Regions from separate parts of the Pan troglodytes genome. Here region 2 is linked to region 1. A link is a contact called in public Hi-C data. All regions are on one chromosome and are shown on one strand. Each heading gives the region's core, a stretch centred on a gene start, on an enhancer-like site or on the middle of the called end of the contact. The rest is flanking DNA. Distances are from core to core; before and after follow the strand shown.

Evidence for each region. A called contact is a pair of places that touch in the nucleus more often than the background predicts.
Region 2: a contact with region 1 is called in a Hi-C map of induced pluripotent stem cells, with 2.5 times the contacts expected there. The contact joins two enhancer-like sites. A contact is called at or near these places in 2 of 7 Hi-C or Micro-C datasets (induced pluripotent stem cells and stem cell-derived neural progenitor cells) and 1 of 1 datasets of contacts at active chromatin or transcription factors (stem cell-derived excitatory neurons).

The regions. Positions count from the first base shown.
Region 1 is chr2:76,076,763-76,083,326 of NHGRI_mPanTro3-v2.0_pri, forward strand. It overlaps the pseudogene LOC129143632. Among named protein-coding and RNA genes, the nearest start is that of PROK2, 300 kb to the left of the region's middle. Within about 2 kb of position 4,354, at least 1 of the 24 cell types and tissues checked has an H3K27ac peak or open chromatin away from gene starts, as enhancers often do. A contact at or near this core is called in induced pluripotent stem cells, where this site is marked.
Region 2 is chr2:76,805,685-76,812,804 of NHGRI_mPanTro3-v2.0_pri, forward strand. SHQ1 (SHQ1, H/ACA ribonucleoprotein assembly factor) reads right to left here. Exons shown (of 11, transcript XM_001141951.8): 8 at 6,841-6,894; 9 at 4,154-4,277. Among named protein-coding and RNA genes, the nearest start is that of SHQ1, 37 kb to the right of the region's middle. Within about 2 kb of position 3,902, at least 2 of the 24 cell types and tissues checked have an H3K27ac peak or open chromatin away from gene starts, as enhancers often do. A contact at or near this core is called in induced pluripotent stem cells, where this site is marked.

The DNA.
Region 1 (6,564 bases), core at 3,104-5,603:
CTTGTTGGAGATTTAGAAATAGATGAGCATATATATGTATCACTGAGATGCTTTGGCTATGGTATGAGTAAACCCATCTGAATGTAGTTTAGGCAGTAAGGCATCAAAGGAAGTCTGGAGGTAGTATCCATGGATAGCTCAGCCAATGACTGACTTCAATAAGGATTAGCCTCTCCCTGTCTTTCTGTCCTGCCATCCTCATCATGTTGGCTTTGCTCTTGGGCTTGTCTCTTCATTATTCCAGAAAGGCTGAAGGCTGCCACTGTTCCACGTATCACATGTGAACCCAGAAACATCAGTCTGAAGAAGAGATGGGGTTTTCTTCCTTGCGGTTTTTTTTTTTTTTTTTTTTGAGACAGAGTCTTGCTGTGTCTCCCAGGCTAGAGTGCAATGGCATGATCTCGACTCACTGCAACCTCCACCTCCCGGGTTCAAGCAATTCTCCTGCCTCAGTCTCCCGAGTAGCTGGGATTACAGGCTTGTGCCACCATGCCCAGTTAATTTTTGTATTTTTAGTAGAGATGGGATTTCACCATTGACCAGGCCGGTCTTGAATCGTGACCTCAAGTGTTCCACCTGCCTTGGCCTCCCAAAGTGCTGGAATTACAGGCATGAGCCACCGTGCCTGGCCCATGTGTCTTTTTATTCAGGAGGAACAACTCTCCCAGAGGTGCCCAGAGGGTATTCCATTAAATCCCACTCGCTACGATAGTCATGTACCCACAGTTGCTGGCAAGGGCAATGGAATTACCATGACCTGGTGAGTCCAAGTGATATCCCCTTCCTGGGGCTGGGGAGGAGCCCTTTGCCCCTGTCTCCCTGGCCCACCAGCGGATTGTAGGGGAGGAGAGAGAACGGGCAGTGCAGGCTTACAGAGCACTGAAGCAGCAGCAGCTGCAGCTGCATGGGGAGCAACCCCACCTCACATCCCGGAAGAAGCCAGAGCCACAGCTGTGATGCAGAGACCTGGGGCCTGGCCACACTCCTGGAAAACTGGCACCAGGAGCTGCCACACCTGGGTAGGGGAGAGGCAGGCAGATCCTTTTCTCTGGCCATGCTAGCAGCGTGGGGGTGAGGCCTCCAGGTACTCGTTCACACGTTGGGCATCAGCGGGTCCACATCTTGCAAGCGGTGAGTGCCCGATGGACTAGGGCCAGGGCCTGGTTGACGGTCAGCCTGTGGGGCCTGGGGTCACTCACAGTTGTGTCTCTTTGTTCTGAACATCCATTCTGAGTCGCAGCCCAGGTACACCTTAGGAAGGGCTGGGTCCCATTACCCTGTCCCTGAACACCACTTATTAAGACAGCTGATGAGCCTGGCTCGCCTTGTGATGGAGGCCTCTGGGAGTCAGCAGAGCCGAGCACATAGCACACATCAGGCAGAGCAGGCCAGAGATGGTCAACTCTTGAACTTAGCCAGCTAAAAGAAGGTGGGAAAGGTCCTTGGGGGAGGCAATTGACTGTGTCAGCCACAATCACCTACTCCTCCTTCTCTGCAGATCCCACTAGAGGAGAAAATAGACACAAGGGGGTGAGGGGAAGAAAGTATGGGTCAGGGCTTCCTGGCACACTGCATTGAAGGATGCCTGCGGTGGACATCTGCAACTTTTCCTACCCAGTGTCTGCCCCCTCCTTTCTCCTAACAGCACCCAATTTTCCTCTGGGGAACTACTCCACCCCCATTTGGGTGGTCTTGATGGGTCAAGCAAGGTGCACTGACTTCACCTGGCCTTTCCCATCACCCAAGCTTGGCCAATCTGAGTTTCTATCCTGGGGATTTCAATCTTGAGCAAAACAACACAAGAGCAGAAAACATTTGGAGTGGGCAGGTGTCCTCCCCTCTCTGGAAACAGGAAATAAGCATCCCCCACTTACAATCCTCCTCCTCCTCCTCTCCTCTTTTAGATATAGCATGTGCAGGTGCTCTGTGGGAAACTTTACATGCATGGTCTCAACTAATCCTAGCAACAATCTTACGGGTGACTACCATTACCTCCATTTTACAGATGAAAAACCAAAGCTTCAAGAACTTTAAGGATCACAGAGCTAGTAACTGGTAGATCTTAGATTTGAATTTATACCTATCAGATTACGAAGCCCTGTTTTTCTTGTTCTCCTAGAATATGAGGAGAAAATGAGCCCTCCCCAGGCAGCACTGTGAAATGGCTGAAGGTCTTTTAGCTTCTCTGTCCATATACGTGGGAGTCTTATCGCCTACACTGCTGTCTAATCTAGGCTTGTTAGAGCTGGGCAGTGTTTCACAATCCTCCCAGATAGCTGGCAGTAAGATGTAAATGACACTCATAGGAGCCCTCACGGACAGCTACTTGGAGACAGTCTGTGTGTAATATGGATAGAAAAAGCACTGCTGATAGTATCTGAACCTCTGGATCTGGCAATACCTGAAGTCCAGACTCCTGAACTTCATTTTTGCGTAAGTCAGTTTGAATTGGGTTTTATTGCTTACAACTGAAAAAGTTTTAGCCAGTGTTTCTTAATCACTTTAAAAAATGGAGGAATGTGGAAGTGGCTTCGCTAGGGAAGCTTCCAGCGTGGGGATGGCACAAGCTGGAGGTGGGGCAGCAGTGCCCAGGGCGCCGGCGTGTCCTGGGAGTCCCCGGCGGGAGCAGCAGCCAGCAGCAAGTGCAGCTGCTGGGGAAGCAGCGCCCAGCCCTGTGGTCCAGGATTCACAACAAAGAGGAGAAAGTGAATTGCAAGCCCAAAACCCAGGACAAACAGGAGATCCCTTTCCGGCTCCGGGAGATTATGAGGAGCCGCTGGGAGATGAAAAATCCGACCGGTAACAAGAAGAGGAAGAAAGCGGCCCAGGTGGCCCCAGAAAGACACTGGAAAGGGAAGCAAAGGGAGTGGAGCCCGACATTGCCGTCCCCAAGTTCAAGCAGAGGAAGGGGGAGTCCGACTAGGCCTATATCCAGCACATGCTATTCCTCAGCAAGAACCAGGCCACCCAGCAGCCAGAGGTCCAGGCAGCTCCCAAGGAGAAGTCTGAGCTGAAAAAAGCAAAAGAAGTGTTCCAGAAGTGACGACTAGATAAAGTCTGGCAGAAAAAGGATGAAAAGACGGCAGACAGGCTGGAGCAGGAGTTGCTCCGAGACACAGTGAAGTTTGGTGAGGTTGTCCTGCAGCACCCAGAGCTGACTACCAGGCCCCGGAGGAGCGTAAGCAAGGACCAGCCTGGCAGGAGATCGCAGATGCTGAGGATGCTTCTGAGCCCCCGAGGTGTATTCCAGCCTCTGACTGCCTCCCTGGCCTACCAGCGGATTGTGGGGGAGGAGAGAGAGTGGGCCATGCAGGCCTACAGATGTTGAAGCAGCAGTGGCGGCTGCATGGGAAGTGAGCCCCTCCCCACTTCCAACAAGGAGCCAGAGCCACAGCTGTGATGGAGAGACTCGGGGCCTGGCCATGCTCCTGGGAAACTGGCACCAGGAGCTGCCACACCTGGGTGGGGGAGAGGGAGGCAGATCCTTTTCTCTGGCCATGCTAGCAGTGTGGGGTGAGGCTTCCAGGTACTCGTTCACATGTTGGGCATCAGCGGGTCCATGTCTTGCAAGGGGTGAGTGCCCGATGGACTAGGGCCAAGGCCTGGTTGACGGTCGGCCTGTGGGGTCACTCACAGTTGCATCTCTTTGTTCTGAACATCCATTCTGAGTCACAGCCCAGGTACACCTTAGGAAGGGCTGGATCCCATTACCCTGTCCCTGAACACCACCTACCGAGACCGCTCATGAGGCTGGCTCGGTATGTGACGGAGGCCCCCTGGGAGTCAGCAGAGCTGAGTGCAGTGCACATCAGGCAGAGCAGGCTAGGGGCAGGGAAGACGCACCTGGGGCAGGGCCAGTGGGCACATCTGGACCACCTGCGAGGGCTCTGCAGGGGACCGTAACTACAGGCCAGTTGCGAGTGGTCCCCTGCAGAGGCTACCCACTCAAGGTTTGGTTGTGGTTGAATGTGATGACAGCACATACACCAAGAATGTGGGAACGGGGGCCGGGCGCGGTGGCTCACGCCTGTAATCCCAGCACTTTGGAAGGCTGAGGCGAGTGCATCACCTGAGGTCAGGAATTCCAGACCAGCCTGGCCAATATGGTGAAACCCTGCCTCTACTAAAGATACAAGGAACAAACAAACAAAAAACAGTGTTGTCACCTACATGACAGGGCTCTGAGAGAGCTGGGCAGGCCCCAAAGTGGCTTGAGAAAGTAAAGGAAGGATCCTGGCCTGGGCTCAGGGTCACAGAGTGGGGCCCAGTGGGAGTTCCTGCTGAGGGCAGGGCCTTGCCAGGCTTCAGTCTTCATCCCGTGCCAAAGGAGGGAGAGTGCAGGCTGTCAGCATGTCCAGATGAGGGCAGAAGGGAGAGGCTTAAGCCCAAGTCAGATCTAGCAATGGAGTCTGCCTGCCCAGCACCGTTTGGGAAGTGAGGAGGCTTCTGCCCGGCCGCCCCACAGTCTGGGAAGTGAGGAGCGCCTCTGCCCGGTCCCCCACCGTCTGGGAAGTGAGGAGCACCTCTGCCCTGCCCCACACCATCTGGGAAGTGAGGAGCACCTCTGCCCTGCCCTGCACCTTCTGGGAAGTGAGGAGCGCTTTTGTGGGGCAGCCCCACCGTTTGGGAATTGCGGAGCACCTCTGGCCTGCAGTCCCACTGTCTGGGAAGTGAGGAGCGCCTCTGCCCGGCTTCCGCACCGCCTGGCAAGTGAGGAGCGCTTCTGCCCGGCCGCTGTGCAACCCTCCAGGTGTGAAGTGGCAGCCTTATGTGTGATCTTTCTGCCCTCCCCAAGTTTGCGTTTTCGACATTAAAGTTTACTTTTAAATTAAAAAAAAAAAAATCATCCCCAAGAATTTTTAGACAATTTTTTTCTTTATTGTCTGTTCCCCTCACCATGAAATTTTAGCACCACAGATATACTCTGTATCTGTTTATGTACAGTATGTATATCTTTGCTTATACATGAAAAGAGTAATTTTTTTTTCATTCCTTCCAAGAATGAATGTTTTGCCTGGTTGGGATGGTATTGGCCCTGCTGAGATTGCATGGCCTTGACTAATGAAGATGGCCCTCAGTGATCTTCACCTCCCGGCATTCATGCCTTCCCACATTTAATCAGGGCTAGCCTGTGTAGATGGTATACCATGGTGGAAATGATGATTTGTGACTTTCAAAGCTAAGTCATGAAGGCTTTCTAGCTCCTGTCTTGCTCTCTGCTTGGATGGTTCAGCCTGGGGGAAGCCAACTAGCATGTATGTCATCAGGACACTTAAGCAGCCTCTGCAGGGAAACTGAGGCCTCCTGCCAATAGCCAGCACTAAGCTGCCAGCCGTGTGAGTGGGCCACCTTGGAAGTGGATCCTCCAGCCCCAGTCAAGCCTTCAGATGGACGACTGTAATCTCATGGGAAGTCCAGAGTCTGGACCTCCCAGCCAGGCTGCTGCACAGGAACTGTGAAATGTAATAAATGACTCTTGTTTTAAGCCACTAAGCTTTGCCATGATTTGTTATACAACATTAAGTAACTATTAGGTTGGTGTAAGCGCTCTTCTGCGTCATATATATATGGAATGGCTGGGCACTGCCACTCATGCCTGTAATCCCAGCACTTTGGGAGGCCAGGGAAGGAGGATTGCTTGAGCCCAGGAGTTCAAGACCAGCCTGGGCAACATAGGGAGACCAAAAAAGAAAAAAAAAAAAAAATTAAAAGAAAGAAGAAAGAAAGGAAGGAAGAAAAAAGAGAAAAGAGTACATATGGAATGTACAAGTGGGGGCTGGGTAGTGTATAGGTATGGCATAACAACAAAATGTTTAGGAAATCTGAGAGATTCTATCAACATAGTGCAAGGCATGTTACAATAAACAGTAAATAGCCTGTTTAAAAAAAAAGCTAGTGAGAGAAATATTCCACCCCCACGTGAATTCAACAAGCCTTTGCCATTACTTACTCTGTGGAAGGCACTGTGTGAGATACTTAATATATTAGTGTCCTAGGGCTGCTGTGACAAAGGACCACAAACTGGGTGGCTTAGAACAGACATTTATTCTCTCGCAGTTCCTTCCTGGAGGCTGGAAGTCTGGAATCAGGGTGTCAGCAGGGCTGTGCTCTTTCTGAAGGCTCTAGGGGAGATCTGCTCCATGCCTTTTTCTGAGCTTCTGGTTTTGCCAGCAGATCTGGAGTTCCTTGGCTCATGCGAGCATCGTCACTGCAATCTCTGCTTCTGTGTTCTCCCTGTGTGTCTTCACATCATCTTCCTTCTGTGCCAGTCTGTGTCTGTCTCTCTTCTCTTGGATTAGGGCTCACCCTAATGACCTCATTTTAACTTGATTACATCTGCAATGACCCTATTTCTGAATAAAGTCATACTCACAGGTACCGAGGGTTAAGACTTCAGTACCCTTTGGTGGGTACACATTTGAACCCTTAACTAGAGATAGCTGAGAGAATCAGATTCATTCTTGACCTTTTATAATACAAACCATGCTGACTAGAGACCCATGCATAACTAGCAATAACCCACGTTGCAAGGGCAAGCACAATTTGGGAATGCCTCGTGGGCAG
Region 2 (7,120 bases), core at 2,652-5,151, 730 kb after region 1:
TGCCAAATGGGGATAGTAATGCCTGCTTCACAGGACTGCAATATGAGCAAAATGAGATATGGTATCTAAAGAACTGAACCTAGCGCTGGCACACAGAAGGTAGCTAACACACGCAGCTGTGGTTATTATTAACAAACTAGCCAAACCAGAGCTACCTCTATTTAAATTATGGGGTGTCCGAACAAACGAGCCTCTTCAGTGGCAATAATGGCATCCCTGTGCCATCCACCTGTACATATTATTAACACATCAGGACAGAACTCTGACTCTTTTCTAATGAGGCTCACAAAGAAAATAACTGGTATCAAGTATCCCTTTATTTTAAAGAGATGCTAACCTCTCTATGCTGAACTTGTAGAGAGAGAAACTAAAAATGATTTGTAATTCATTCACCAAATATTCACCTTCAGGAGCTTAAGAGTAAAGAGGTCCAGAAAAAATGTCCACGGATAAAGGTGGTGTGGGTGCAGGAAGGAGGTGCTTTTCTGTTACCTTAAACCAAGAGAAAAGGGGTTTTAAGAGGCCCTAAGAGAGTACAACCTGCTTACCCTGGAAATTTTAACCGTAGATACCAACTGGAGAGTACAAAGACTGGTGTCTGGCTTCCATTAAGAAGCAGGACAGAGCAACATGGGGTGGCCGAGTGGAGGTAAGTGGTATGTCCTGCCAAAGTGAAAGGGGTCCTCCTCCCTGCCGCTGGTCACCCACCCTCAGGCAGGTCCCAGCTGGGGAAGGGAAGAATTTCTTTTGTAATGAAGTTCAAAGTGGACATTTTAAGCACTGAAATTAGACTCCTCTTGTGACTAGAAGTGGTAAAAGAACTTTTTTAAAATCTAAAGTGATAGAAAAAGTTATAGGATATATATTATAGGAGACAAATATATGATATGATATATATAGGATATATATTCCATCCAAGAAGAAGGAAAAAAAAAGAACCCACAGAATGAGCTCAAAGGGGGAAGTGAAAGCAAAAATTAAGTTGATGTTTCTCTTCCATCCCATCCCATCCTACCCTTCTAATGGAAGTAAAGTAAGGAATACCTTCTATACGTTAATAAGATGTAGACAATACACTCACTAAATTACATAAATAATGTATGATCAAGTATTAAACTACGACTTGTCACTTCTAAAATGAATAACTCTTCTGAGTGGGCCAGGTGCGGTGGCTCACACCTGTAATCCCAGCACTTTGGGAAGCCAAGGCAGGCAGATCACTTGAGGCCAGGAGTTCCAGACCAGCCTGGTCAACACGGCAAAACCCCGCCTCTCCTAAACATACAAATATTAGCCAGGCGTGGTGGTGCATGTCTGTAATCCCAGCTACTTGGGAGGCTGGGGCATGAGAATTTCTTGAACCCAGGAAGCGGAGGTTGCAGTGAGTCAAGATCGCGCCACTGTACTCCAGCCTTGGGCAACAGAGCAAAATTCTGTCTAAAGGAAAAAAAAAAAAGAATAACTCTTCTGAAGATACATTAGAAAATCTGCTTTTTCTCTTTTACTTTTATTTTTAATCGACTAACAGCAACTAAGTGATGCTCCCATGAAAAACTTTACCCATTCTTCCAAAAAGAATGGAACAGAGGCAATAAAAGTTGAAGAGACAGAGACGGGAAAAAAAAGGAGTCATGTGCCCCAAGATGACTGATCCAAGGAGAGCAAGGTCCTTTGTTAAGCACTAAAACAGTACTTAAGGGGCAAAGCAGGATTTCCTGCCCTTAAAGAGTTTGGATTAAACAGAACAGCAACCTCCAGAGATAAACATACAGTCTTCTGGAGGAGGGGAGGGAATGAGAAGAAATGCAAACCTGAAAAGAGCCAAAGGCCTAGTAAAGAATCCTTGTAAAGGCTACTGTGAAGTCACATGAGGCAAATTCCTGGCTCTTTGAAAACTCAGATCTTAGTCAATCAGTTATAATGAAATATTCTGTAGTTTCTGAAGCATTCCTACATTGGTTTTGAAAGCTCATTCCATTTAAGATCAATCCTTCTTTGGAGCCAGGGTTATTCATTACTTTCAACTATGGAACACTATACTGACCTTTATAATAAAAAGTGTGAACACTGTGACTGCATTTTGAATTATAAGTAGGCATGAATTCATTCTTAGAAAACACTAAATGCCAAACCAGAGCTACCTTTATTTAAATTATGGGGTGTTCAAACAAATGAGCCTCTTCAGCGGCAATAATGGCATCCCCGTGCCATCCACCTGTACAAAGACAGGTGACGATTCTCATCCAGAACATGTCATCTCCACAGCTTCTGGCACAAATTCTAGACAACCCAGCCCTCAGTTTTAGCACTAACTAGCCACAACCCAAATTAGTCACAGAACACACTGTACATGGTACATAGAGGGTTCAGGTTCATTTTTAGCAGAGGCCTCCAGTGTATTACTTCAAGTTTTATGTTACTATCATAACACAGCTGATAAAACTATTTCTTGTCAGAGTGATAATGAATAAAAATTAAGTCTCAATTTCAATTCTGACCTACTAAAACTGTTTGGGTAATTGATTCCTGTGTAAGTCAAGGCAATCGAATTTATTTTTGGTTATGCAATCATAGAACTGATTACTTTTCCAATGAAAGTCAAAAGAACTAGATTACTTCCCAGAATAAAAAGTAACAAGCAATAGTCTGTATATGTGAGTGAGAGTGAGAGTGTGTGAGTGTGTGTGCAAACAGGCATGTGGAGGTTTTGCCAATTCTCCATCTGGAAGCCATGATATAACAGGATAATCGCAAACTGCATTCTCACTGGTTTAAGTCCATGAATAATGCCCAGATAATCTAGCATGACTTAAAAAAGAAATGAATTGTGACGTGTAACTGAGGCTCACACAGTCATTTATAGTAGATTGATTTTCCAAGGTACTTTTAGCAATTCAAAAAATATCTTAGATGGAAGGCAAGAAGAAATAACACATGAAAAAACAAAGCAGTTTGTTTCCCACTGTTAAGTTAAAGAAGATAGATTTCTCAATGATAGCTCTTTCATCCTATAATCAACAATCCTTCAAAATAAAATACAGCTAGTCTAAACCAACTGGATGAATAAAAAGGCATCTTTCATCTAACCATGATTCATTTTTACAATTACTGTCTACTTTAAAATAATCTACTTCAAACATGATTTTCTTCCCCCATCCCCACCACCAGGGCAAGAAGACTACAGGTTACACAGAAAGCGAAGTACACTTCCAGGTGAGACAAAACATTTGAGATGCGATTCTCTTCTTTAGGCCAGTGAAGTCACCTGGAGGTAGAAGGAAGAACTTCCTTTCTTTCCCCTTCTTATTCTGAAGTCTGAAAACCAAGCTCCCAGAAACACTTTTATCTAAGGGCAAAGGAATGATGAGTCTCCCCAGGGGGAGAATATAAGAAATGACCATAAAGTACTAAAAGTGACTTTTAAATAAATGTGCCAGAACTAATACATACAAATGGATGTTGCCCCCTTCAAAGTCATTATCTTGGAAATTATATACTTATTCTAATGATGATACTATGGGCACTTTGGAATTTGTTTCAGAGCCCAGAATTTTCCACATCCTTAAAGCTAACGAGTGTTTGTCTTTTCAGGTTGAATTTAGCAAGTCAAAAGTGCTCAGAGTAGCTGAGCTTTTTGTTGGAAAATCTTTCTTGACATGCCGAATCTAGGTTACATGTCCCCTCCTAAACGATCCCTGGACTTCTCCCAGCAGAGTACTTTTCACTCTCTCTTTGGAATTGCTAACTTACCCATCATCTGTCTGACAAAACTGTAAACTTCAACAGAGCAGGGAACTTTTCTGCCTTCTTTATTATTAGACCCACAGTCCCACCATAGAGCCTAGAAGATTATAGGCAGCCAAGAAATACTGAATGATGCAAGCTATTATAATGTAAAACGGTTTGCAATACTGTGTGTGCCTTCTGTTTACCTTCCTTACTCCTCTCGGAAAAGAGTCTTTATTATGCCTCTATGCAATTACTTACCTACATATATCTTATACACAGGAATTTTATACTTTAAAAGTGGTTGGATTCATTTTTCATTACTTATTTATATATAGAAAAAAAGCAAAAATCATTATTATATCTTCACAGACTAAAAACTTACAACTTTTTCCCTCCCAAATTTGCAAGTACAATAATATCTTACCCAGTTGCAATATCTTTATAGTGTCCCTGTAGGCCTTCATCACCAGCTTGAAATGGCGATAGAGTGGGTAACACAACACCCTTCTTCCAAAAGACACCATGATATCATGAACGTTAGTCCAAGTCTGTGAAGTGTCATTTTAATAAGCAGTCATTTCCACAAAATGTTACACAAACAAAAGTACACAATGAAATAGGAAGCTTTTCTCATTTAAAAGCTGCAAGTTCGGATCATTGTGAAGCCAAGTAGAAGAGAAACATAAAACCATGAAATAAGATTCTTTTTGTATACTTTACAATAAAACAGAATCTTAGTTTTTGTAATTTCTCACACTATCAATACATCACAAATGTCACAAGAAAGCTTTTAAATAAAGTCCTAAAGATTACAAATAAGAATCTAAAACACATGGCATTAACAAAATACAGATGCACATAAAGGACATTTTAATATAATTTACATTTCATGTTTTTGTCAGCTAAGGCTATTCAAGATGGCACAGATCAAAAATGTAGAACTCACCGGGAGTGGTGGCTCATGCCTGTAAAGCACTTTGGGACTCCAGGCGGGTGGATCACCTGAGGTCAGGAGTTCGAGACCTCCCTGGCCAACGTGGCAAAACCCCGTCTCTATTAAAAATACAAAAATTAGCCAGGTGTGGCGACAGGCACCTGTAATCCCAGCTACTCAAGAGGGTGAAGCAGAGAATAGCTCGATCCTGGGAGGCAGAGGCTGCAGTGAGTCAAGATTGCGCTACTGCACTCCAGCCTGGACAATAGAGTGAGACTCCATCTCAAAAAAAAAAAAAAAAAAAAAAGGCCGGGCGCGGTGGCTCATGCCTGTGATCTCAGCAATTTGGGAGGCCGACGGGCGGACCACAAGGCCGGAGAACGAGACCATCCTGGCTAACATGATGAAACCCCGTCTCTACTAAAAATACAAAATTAGCCGGGCGTGGTGGCAGGTGCCTGTAGTCCCAGCTACTCGGGAAGCTAAGGCAGGAGAATGGCGTGAACCCAGGAGGCGGAGCTTGCAGTGAGCCAAGATCGCGCCACTGCACTCCAGCCTAGGTGACAGAGCAAGACACCGTCTCAAAAAAAAAAAAAAAATACACAGAACTCTTTAGTAAAGTATGTTCAGTTTCCTCTCCTCTTTTTCTTTTTTTTTTTTTTTTTGCACTGGACATGGGTAATACAAGACATTTACTTGAGTAATTTGCTTTTGCTTATCAAACTGATTTCTAGGAAAAAAGTTGTTGTATCTTGAACGGTATCAAACTGATAACATTAGCAATTCAAAACTTATAAAAACACTAGACAAAAGAAAATTTCCACAAAATTGTTTTTTGATAAACAAAGTATAAAAAATGTAAACCATATGTAAAATTTAAAATTAAAACCAAGGGAGAAAGATAATTTACATGTACATTAATCCTTAAAACTATGAGAAATCTGATTAAGAACACTTAGTATTTGACATAATTTAAAGAGAATTAGGAACTTAAAAATCATAAATAGGTGAATTTTCACGTAGATTTTTAATAACTATACTACAAAATTATCCAGTCACCAACTACTTTCAACATATTAATAAATGCTAACACAGAAACCGATTCCTCTATTATATGCTGATCATGGCAACATGAGGAACTCCAATGAAGCCTAGAGAGCAGCACTTTTCGTCTTCAATATGCATACAAACTCCCTAGAGATCTTGCTACAAATCCTGGTTCTGATTCAGTGAGTGTGAGGTGGGACTGAAATTCTGTCTTTCTAATGAGCTCCCAGCTGAAGCTGCTGGTCAGGTTGTTGGTCCTTGAATCATTTTTGGAGTAGTAAGATTCTATATGAAGTAAGTGTTTCAGTTCCTGTTTACATCTTACCTATTATTTCAACAAAGTGACGTCAATGAAACAACCTTGATTTTACAACTTAAAAAATACTGGTTGTTTTAACTGATGATATAATCTCGATACTTTTTTAAAGTTTCTGCTTTTAATTACTGTTTTGATGCACAAGTTTGTTAAAAACTCACAAATTTAAAGATATTATCTTTGGTATTTTTGGTGAGACCTGCACAACTATTTTTCAGAAAACAGAAACATTACTACTATACTAAAAGAGTTATCAAATGTAACCAGACTACATTTGAATTGTAGGACCTAAGATAAGAGATTTAAGCTATATGATCTAAGTTTCCTCACCTGTAAAACCTGCAATACTTACCTCACAGACATACTGAGAACAGGTGAAGTTTTTTTACATATACACATATATATAAAAAAGATATAAAAAACATTATTTTTCGTGTGTGTGTGTGTGTGTGTGTGTGTGTTCTTAGCATAGACCCTGACAGTCACTTATCACCTAGGTTTGCTTCCATCTCTGAGTTTCAGGCTCCAGTACATGCCAACTTACAAACACACCTCTCACTCTGCCCCCACATTCTTTCCCAACAAACCATGTCTCCACCCTCTCTCCAAAGTGTGTTTCCCTCCCCCAGCTTCCAGAATACTCTACCTGGTTCATTATCAGAATTTTATTAAAAAGATGGAAAACATACTTGTACAATAGAGCTTCTACTTTTAAAAATTCAAGGAATTGCTTGAATTACACCAAATGATGTAAAAACAACAAAAATAACTTCCTGAACAACAAACTCTAAACCATTGCAACTGGAAATCATACCTCAAACCAGCATAGTGTTGGACTCAGTTTCCTGATATTCCATGCAGATTCAACCTTTATTTGTTTTGGAGAAAAGAATACCATCACATTAGAGGTGAAGTCATTTAAATAGACCAAACAAATCCATTTATTCAACCAGTGTCTGAGGATCACTGACATATGAGAACTAAGAAGTGTTCACGACTATAGAAAAATAATTATTTTGCTGATACAGAGACTACCAGTGGGAAGTTTCTGTTTACTCTCCTTGGGATTTTCGAAAATAAAACTTTTCTACTGA